2 separate regions of the Mus musculus genome follow, and region 2 is linked to region 1. A link is a contact called in public HiChIP or PLAC-seq data. All regions are on one chromosome and are shown on one strand. Each heading gives the region's core, a stretch centred on a gene start, on an enhancer-like site or on the middle of the called end of the contact. The rest is flanking DNA. Distances are from core to core; before and after follow the strand shown.

What was found. HiChIP or PLAC-seq counts read pairs in DNA pulled down with a chosen protein or histone mark.
Region 2: an H3K27ac HiChIP or PLAC-seq map of neural progenitor cells shows a contact between it and region 1, with 9 times the contacts expected there. The contact joins two enhancer-like sites. A contact is called at or near these places in 8 of 484 Hi-C or Micro-C datasets (the AtT-20 cell line, CD4 T cells, brown adipocytes and 4 more) and 7 of 115 datasets of contacts at active chromatin or transcription factors (astrocytes, double positive thymocytes, embryonic forebrain and 4 more).

The regions. Positions count from the first base shown.
Region 1 is chr4:97,648,508-97,652,654 of GRCm38.p6, forward strand. It overlaps a transcript of Nfia not described here. Among named protein-coding and RNA genes, the nearest start is that of E130114P18Rik, 66 kb to the left of the region's middle. Within about 2 kb of position 1,319, at least 108 of the 459 cell types and tissues checked have an H3K27ac peak or open chromatin away from gene starts, as enhancers often do. A contact at or near this core is called in cerebellum, cerebral cortex, heart atrium and 2 more, where this site is marked.
Region 2 is chr4:97,744,223-97,748,567 of GRCm38.p6, forward strand. It overlaps a transcript of Nfia not described here. Among named protein-coding and RNA genes, the nearest start is that of Gm38709, 31 kb to the right of the region's middle. Within about 2 kb of position 1,754, at least 43 of the 459 cell types and tissues checked have an H3K27ac peak or open chromatin away from gene starts, as enhancers often do. A contact at or near this core is called in cerebellum, cerebral cortex, heart atrium and 2 more, where this site is marked.

The DNA.
Region 1 (4,147 bases), core at 69-2,568:
CCATCTCCCGTGCTTCATGAAGACATACAGTTTCCAACAGGCCTAGTTTTACTTTACATAATTGTAACCATCTCAGCATGTCAATTAGCATAGAATGTTACCTTTGGGATGGGATCAATTAGAGACCTGAAGATTGAATTTGGAATCATGATTAGCCCGTTTTACATTTTGCCTTCATTTTCTAAAATATACAATTGTCTGATTCAGCCCAGTTTTTTTTTTTAAAAAAAAAAAAAAAAAAAAACGTATTGTAAACTTATTTATTTTTTAACCTAAAACAGACATGGGAGGCTGGTTAGTAACAGGAACCATGGCAAAATGGAGGATGGGGGTGCTATTTGATTAGAGCCTATTCTTAAATTTCCACAGCAAGAAAATATTGAGAGTAGCGGAATGGTTGCTGGATTTTCTTAAGAGCTGAAATCATTATGCTCTGGCGGAGTTCCAAGTTCTTCTCTTTTTTTAGGTTACAATTTGAAACGGTGCAGAACATGCTATAGTGTTGTAGTCATTCATGTAATGTCATTGAATTGAGCTTCTGGAAATAGACAAAGGACTTTGTGTCCCAAAATGTTCTTCTGGCGGAAAATTGATAGCAGCATGAGATACGCTATTACGAGGGTTGGTTCTGCCTCCAAATTTGTGCTGACTAAAGTGGAGAGAGAGAAAGAGAGGGAGGGAGGGAGGGAGAGAGAGAGAGAGAGAGGTTTCAAACAATGCTATACACATTTCCAAGAGGAGCTGTAGAAGTTTTCCCGGGGTTACTAAAATAATGTGAAGCTCTTTGTTTGCTTTTAAGTTGTTTCCCAAATGGAGACAATGAACAGGCAAACGCATGACATGAAATCCTGGGCTAATTCTCCCAAGCCCTCCCTGCCCCCATTCCAGCCCTGAGAAGTGTTTCCCGTTCATTGAAGCCCTGAGTCTGGAGCTCTTGCCAGATTCGTCAGAGTGACAGGCGAGTCCAGCTTCAGCAGCCAGAGATGCAGCCTGAATGCAAATCAAGGCTAGGCCTGGGCTCTCTGGCCAGGACACATGGTGTTGGGCCTGAGCTCATAGCTGGCCAATTCTTTGCCCTGATCCCTTTCCAAGCTTTGCCATCTTCATTGCTGCCACCCCTTTTAGGAAGAAAAGTTAGAGCTGTTTGTGCATGATGTGAAAGATATGCCAATAAAGCCCCTTTCCATATAAATAGCACATCAAAATATTACCAAATAATGCTGGTGACTTTGCCAGCAGGCAGAGGACTCCATCTGGAGATAATATCTTCCAACTGAGAGGCGTCCAAGGTGCCCTTTCCTAGGCAACAGGCACGCTGACCCACATGGGGCTAAATCCCATTCTATCTGAACATAAGCAATCCTTCTTCTGCTATACACAGGCCACCTGTGCCGGATCCCGGAGCAAACAGCTCCAATCCAAAATTAACTCATTGGTCATTTCCTCTGAGACAAGAACAGCGCCATCCTTCCCTGACCAGTCTGATGATGTCTGTACATTCTCCAGAGAGACTCGAAATAGTAAGTACAGGACTAAGGACAAGATCCCTCAATACATTCTGTTACCTGCTCTGGTCCACTCAGTGACAATAGGCGAGCTCACTGTTGGGTCTGCTCTACAAAGCATCTAACCGTCTAAGTCAAGTTTCCCAGCTTCTCTGAGCACAAGGATCTCTGTAAAGTTTGCAACCAGCATCTGGATGAAATGCTAAACTTTAAATATAGAAGGTGGACTGTCCCAATGGCAGATAGTTTCTAATGCACACAGAGACTCTTTCCTGTTCTCTTGGTTCTTCCTCAGATTCCTGGTGAGTGGTTACTAGACACAGGAGCAAGGGTGAGTCAAATATGGATAGGGTCCCCTAGATCTTTATAATCAGTTCAGAGTTTCAGTTCTTATTATGACTAAAGGTCTCTGAGGTTTCTTAGAGAGGCCTGCGTTCTCTGCTTACCCTGGTCACCAAGTTCCTTTTAGAGGACTATTGCTGACTTGGTTTCTGCCCACTTAATCTGAAAAGTGGCCATTTCTCCTTACAGTGGACTGCAAAGCATGTGTGGGTAAAGGAACACTTTTGAAGAGCTCTCTAGGCTATGGCGAGAGCACTCAGAGAATTCTCTTGCACGCTGATGTTGCACTAAGCAACAGAGGCATTCAGACGCACCTTCCTTAGACTTCCATATTTTTCTTTTTTCTCCCTGGTTTAGCATCACCTCTCACAGTTCCTAATTACTGAAAGAAGTTATCTAAATTGCTGAAAATACAAGATTTGGAACAATCCCTCTTCTAGGGGCAGGGGGCATAGAGTGGTCACTGAAAGGCAGACTTAAACTTTCATACCCTCATATCTCAAAGACTATTAACACTAGATCAGTTTTTACAATGGTGTTAAATGTAAAAGTTCTCTCTGGTCATGTATTACAGAGGTCTGATGCCATTCAATTCTGTCACCAGTCATGTCCTGAATCCCTTCCATTCTAGGCACGATTCTAAGCCCTCTCAGCACACATCCTTATGATTCCCCACCACACTTTTTATCTGGGGAAACTGAAACTGGGGAAGGGCCACACATTGTCCAGGACATCCCCATCTATCTTTTTAAAGCTAGTCTCCCAATCAATCAATTACTAAACGTCCTACAGCTGAGCAAGTGTTAATTGCCTTCAAGGTATAAAGATAGATATAAAGGCCTGAAGACAAAGCCCCAGACAGCACTGGGTTATAAACAGCCTGTAGAAACTTAGAGTTACAACTTTGCAGACACACACACATACACACACACACACACACACACACACACACACACACACACACACACACACACACACCTGGATTTGGATCCCAGCTCCAATGAATTTGTTGGATGTGACTGGGCAAGTTACTCAACTTCTCTGGGCTTCATATTCCTCAAATACAAAATGAAAACATCAGAAGTAAGTGCCCAATTCAGTTGTTTGGGGGCCTAAGGAGATAAAGCATTCAGTGCACACAGAGCCATGAGTGGGCACTTCTCCTTATTTTGATGAACATGATTGTACAGCTTGCTTTGTAGATTCAGCATTTAAATGGTTAGATCTCTATGCTCTGAATACCCTTTTAAAGAATCATTTGGGCAACTAGTCAATGTTTTATTATATAGACACGCCATACTTGGTGACCCATACGTCACCAAGGTTTATTTTATCAAGACCTTTATATATTAAGAGCATTACCTCAGTTTACATTTGTGGCAGACGGTTCCTTAGGTTTTTGTTTGCTCTCTAGTTTTATGTAAAATGTGTTTTACATGAAGTTGTTCACTTTTATGTAATCTAATCTATATAAATTTTCATTTATGGTAACATCCATTCATTTTAAGCTTTAAAAAAAGCCTTCTTATAATAATAATAATACAGAAACTAGGGGATAATTACCAACATCTTTTCCTAGTGTAAAAATATGTTTCAAAATGATTCACCAAGTAAGTTCAAATGGAGATTTCCTACAGGTGAACTGGTCTCCGCATGAGCAACCTTGGCATCTGATGACTTGTACTAATCGGTAACAGTGGCAATGATCTCCTCATAGTCAAATTTACTTGGTTCATATTACGAGTTTTTCAGAGACTAGTCCACTACTCTCTTCTCTAGTCAAAAGATCTGGAATCTAAGAACATGCCCAGCTCTCTAAGGGATGTACTAACAAACTGCAAAGATCTGCTTCGTGTGTATCTGGCCCTCAGGGACCTTCTTCGTCAAAGTCGTAACCCCCTCCCCCCCCCCCCCATCACATACCCCCATTCAGTCCTGATGATTTGGAGAAAAGACTGGCAGGAGGATGGTTTGGGTCAATTAAGCATTTAGCTCTGTGCTCAAAACTGTGATTCTAGTACAAGGAAAATCTGGACTATTTGTCTCATATGGGAATGGAAAGACAGTCATGAAAGTGATTTCTGCTTTGGAGATTAAGTGAAAGAACACATCTCGCAGTCTCTTAGCACAATACCTAACAAATAAGCTACTCACAAACATTAGCTACTGTTCAATTTTCTACAAGATGACCATAGTCTTTCCCAATGTCCCAATATTTGGTATAAATAGTGAAGTAAAATCTCCACACCACAGCAGACACACTCACATCTTTGAACTCTTTTGTTCTTTTCAGCAATTTC
Region 2 (4,345 bases), core at 504-3,003, 96 kb after region 1:
ACAGCTGGCATCCCTCATCTTATCTGCTCAAAACGACAAAAAGAGAAAATCTATAATATCAACATAAAGAGAGAAAAGACAACACTGTGTGTGTCTTGTACGGAGCATTGTGTTCTGGGTGTGTTATTGTATGTGCTTTTTTAATATACCATAAGCTAATTTTATTCTTTGTCAAATGGAGAGATAAAAACACTAAGGTATATCTATCTTTTAAACTATGTTTTAGGAAAATGAAAATCTAGTTCTATGGGTGTGCTCTTCTTGGTTGTTTACTAATGGACAACCACTTTGTATAAACCACAGATTATTTTCCATGGGGAAGTATCATGGAAATAGATGAGAAATTAAATTCAACAAAGATATTTACCTGCCAAGTTGCATTAATAATTCAATTATTACATACGAATTTTATTTCTAAATACTATTAGAAAATAAAATGGGAATGTTGAAATGCTCAGGTCCTATTGTAAATAATGGGACCGTTAAAAATAATGGTAAACAGTGTGGATTCTGTGGTTTGTGGTGTCTTCAGATCAGTGACTTTGAGGAAATAATTTACTAGTCCTTATCTGGGTTCCCTCATCGAAGAAGGACAGTAGTCAGGGTACATTTGTGATAGTTGTGTCGAGGATTAGATGAGATACCTGCAAAGTGTTTTTAAAGGTGTCAGTCACATGGTAAGGCTGTAATGTTTAATGTAAATGTAATGTAACGGTAAAGTTATCATTGAAGTGGCCCCTTGAATAAGTACACATTGGCAATAATCCACAGATCTACTGGGGGTGGGAATTAACCAATCACGCACCAAAATGCAGGCCTTCCACTCTGGGAATCATTTTGGAGAATATAACATATCCCCAATGGCTTCTCTAATCTTATGCCACATGAGACCTGCAAAGGAAAACGGACGAATCACAGGCATCAAATGTTATAATCATCTACAACTTCTGGGTTTCCACATAGCAGTTCTTCCAAAACATAATTAAGGGTTTGAAAGTCAAATGATATAAGTGCTAGTTTTAATTACCGCTTGGTGAACTTTAGTGTGTTAGAATTGTCACAACTTTCCTTAAGGATTACTCTGAAGCCAGGCAATACAGTGGGAAATTATTAACTCCTACTTTGGTACAGCAATTATCTGCATTACAAGGTTTATGCAATTAGCTGTTTAAGATGTCATTATATTTTGCCATCTGGTACACAGGAGTTTATGCATATGAACAGGCACGTGTTGAAGTGATTTTCACTATATGACTTGTTCTCAACCCAAGCCATCTCTCTAATGAGGGAAGTTACGGTGCATCGTGCATTAGTGGCAGGTGCACACCATCAAGCTTCATTTTCATCGAAAACCTTCATTTTTTCCATTCTAAAGTATTCTGCACAAGTGCTGGGAAATTAATTAGTCGCTCTCGGTTCAACGCCTGCAGGCATGTTCCTTAGCAGTTAGAGGGGGCGAGGCTTCAGTCAGGGACCTCTCCTCCTTTCTCACCCTGACAGCTCTGCAAGGAACCCTCAGGTAGTGAAAAGACCCGGTATGAGCTCCTGTAGTTGATCTTGCAAAGTGGGAACAGGGGACCTGGCCTCGGGGTGCCCTACACCCCGCTTTACGCGCCCAAGGCGGAAAAACAAAAAGGATGCTCCCAGAGGGGTCCCGCAGATTATCGGATCGCGCCCATCAGGTTACAGAGAACTGGATCCCTAGCCCGACTCTACTTCTGCGCCCCCTTCGAGGATCCCGGGCTGAAGCACATTAAAGCGGCGCCCTCTGGTGTCCGCTTGAGGCCGCCGGGTCACAAGAGAGGCTCTGGGATGAAAGTTGTCACCCGATCGGATCACCAAACCGAGGCCCTGAAACTCTTAAAATGAACCTTTCCAACGCGCGCGCTGAGTGCGCCACCCCGCTGTACAGAAAGTCTGGGGCACGGGTGACTCCTCCCGGGCCCTCCTTACTGGACCAGGGTCCCAAGCCCCCCGTAAGATGCCCTGCAAAATCGGCAGGCTGCAGATGAAAGCGGGTGCGAGTCTGAGTGGACATACCACCTTCCCCGCAAAGGGCACAAGGAGAGGTGAGGGGATGTAGAGCGACGCCCAGCTCCCCAGGCTAGAACCACGTTTATAGGTTAGTACTCTTGAAAAGCTCACTGGCCAAATCACCCCAGAAAGGCTAACAGACTCAAAGACCGGCACCTAGCCTAGGATACTCCCCCGGCACCTCCCCCCACGTGCTGCCATAGTAATATGCCACTGACTAACCAGCTGGAGCTTCCTCTGCACGGTGGACATTGTCACTCTTGGGAAGCATAGCACTGGAGTTCCCAGGAAATTGTCTTCCTCGGAACCTGCCCAACCCAACCCCCCCCCCCCCCCACACACACACACACACACACACACTTGGCACCATAGCTGTCTCCTCAGTTTTACCCTCAGCCCCAGATAGGAATGTTTCCACTATCTCAGTCTGGATGCCAGTCCAAGAGCTTAGTTCATTCCAAAAGGTCAACAGGTTCATGGCAAGCAGTTGGATTTATGGAGTTGATAAAATCACACTTGAGACTTTTCTTTGGACAATCTTGCTGTCCCCCCAGTCTTTCACCTTTTATGTTTGGAGCAGCATCTGACTGAAAAGGGACCAAGAAAAGAAACCTGGACTCTTCTGCTCATTTTCTGCACTAGCTTTACCTCGGGGAGAGGGTTGAGGAGGGTGAGTCTGGATGCCTTACAGGCAACCGGCATTTTTTTTTTTTTTTTTTTTTTGAAGAAGAAGAAGAAGAAGAAGAAGAAGAAGAAGAAGAAGAAGAAGAAGAAGAAGAAGAAGAAGAAGAAGAAGAAGAAGAAGAAACAGCAAGCTTATGTATTGCACTGAACCAGACCCCATTATTACAGTAAAGAATAGAAAAAAAAAAAAAAAACACAAGCTAAGAGGTAAGCTCAAAACTAGGGATGAAATGAATATGGTATCCAAATAGATGGATACAAATAAGATGAGACCAAGGAAGTAGCTGTTATCTCAGAAGGTCTCTGTGTGGACAAGACTTGCAATACAAATGAAGTTTGAGGTGCCAAGAAAAAGAAGCCTCTGTGGGAAGAAGGTTGTATAAAGAAAAATCAAGCCCAGACTGAGAAGGCTGGGGGAGGGGCTGAAAAAACCATTAGATAAAGTGGGATGAATAGTTTGGAGCTAGTCTGGTCTGTCTAAATTCTGTGTATGCCTCTTATGAGTTCCAACAAGCAATGAACTTGACCACTAGTGCTTTTAGAATTATTATAACCATCATTTTTTATTTAGATGATTTCAAAGTTGTTGCCAAGATCCCTAGACTTCTTGGGTGCAGAGGTCTAGGCTCCTCAAGTAAACTCTTGAGTGAGGCCCATCTTGTGTTCATGCCATCAGCTCTGCTGTGTCAAACACTCAGGAGTCCCTCTATGCCCACATTTATGTAGCGTTTAAATGATGTGAAAATACCGAGGTTTCTAGTACAAGCATATAGCAACTGCCTTTCTCAGCAACTGTCCCATGAAATTGGTCCTTCTAAAACCAGTAATGTGTGACACTGTTTATTGGGCTCTCAGCAATGACTTTGCAGATGGCTCCATCCTCATGATCAGGAGCTGGGGTCAGGAGTCTCAGACAAGTCTCACAGCTGTCTGTTAAAAAAAAAAAGCCACTTTGATTTAGTAACTATTCACTTTCTCATGGCTTCCCTGACATTGACCTAAGGCCTTGTTCAACACACGTGACACAAAGAAAGTTGACAAGTTTCAGAGTGCCTTAGAGGTCCCTGATTGCTTTGCATTTTCTTTACTGAAGACCATTGGAGACAAACTCACTTACACTGACAGACATGTGTTTCCATAATGTAGAAACATGACAACAAAGTAGGTCCCGTCACCCCCAAAACAGTGCTGTCTCTTGTAAACCTGTCTTTATGTGGCTGTGCATAAAATGAGGTCACACACTGTAACTCCCAACTTTCCTAAAGTGCTTCCTCAAGTCACTTATTTATGGAGCAATACCAAAAGAAGATGAATTCATAAACATTAAAATTCTAGAATGAAGGCTGTAATTTCATGGAGGAAATGTCTGAGTTGAGACACATTCTCTTTGAGCTTTCTTGCATCATTTCATTATTAAAAAAAAAAAAATGAAGATCCGGACCCTGGAATGGGAGAGGAAGTTTCTACCCTAAAACTTGTATCTTAAAATTCCAAGAAGAAACACTCTTTTATTTCTTTGTAGTTCTGCTAAAATTTAGAATAATATGGAACACATAAAGCACATTCTAAAATTCTATCAACTGCTGTTGCTTACTTACAACAAAGCCCTCTTAATTGCCAACCAGTC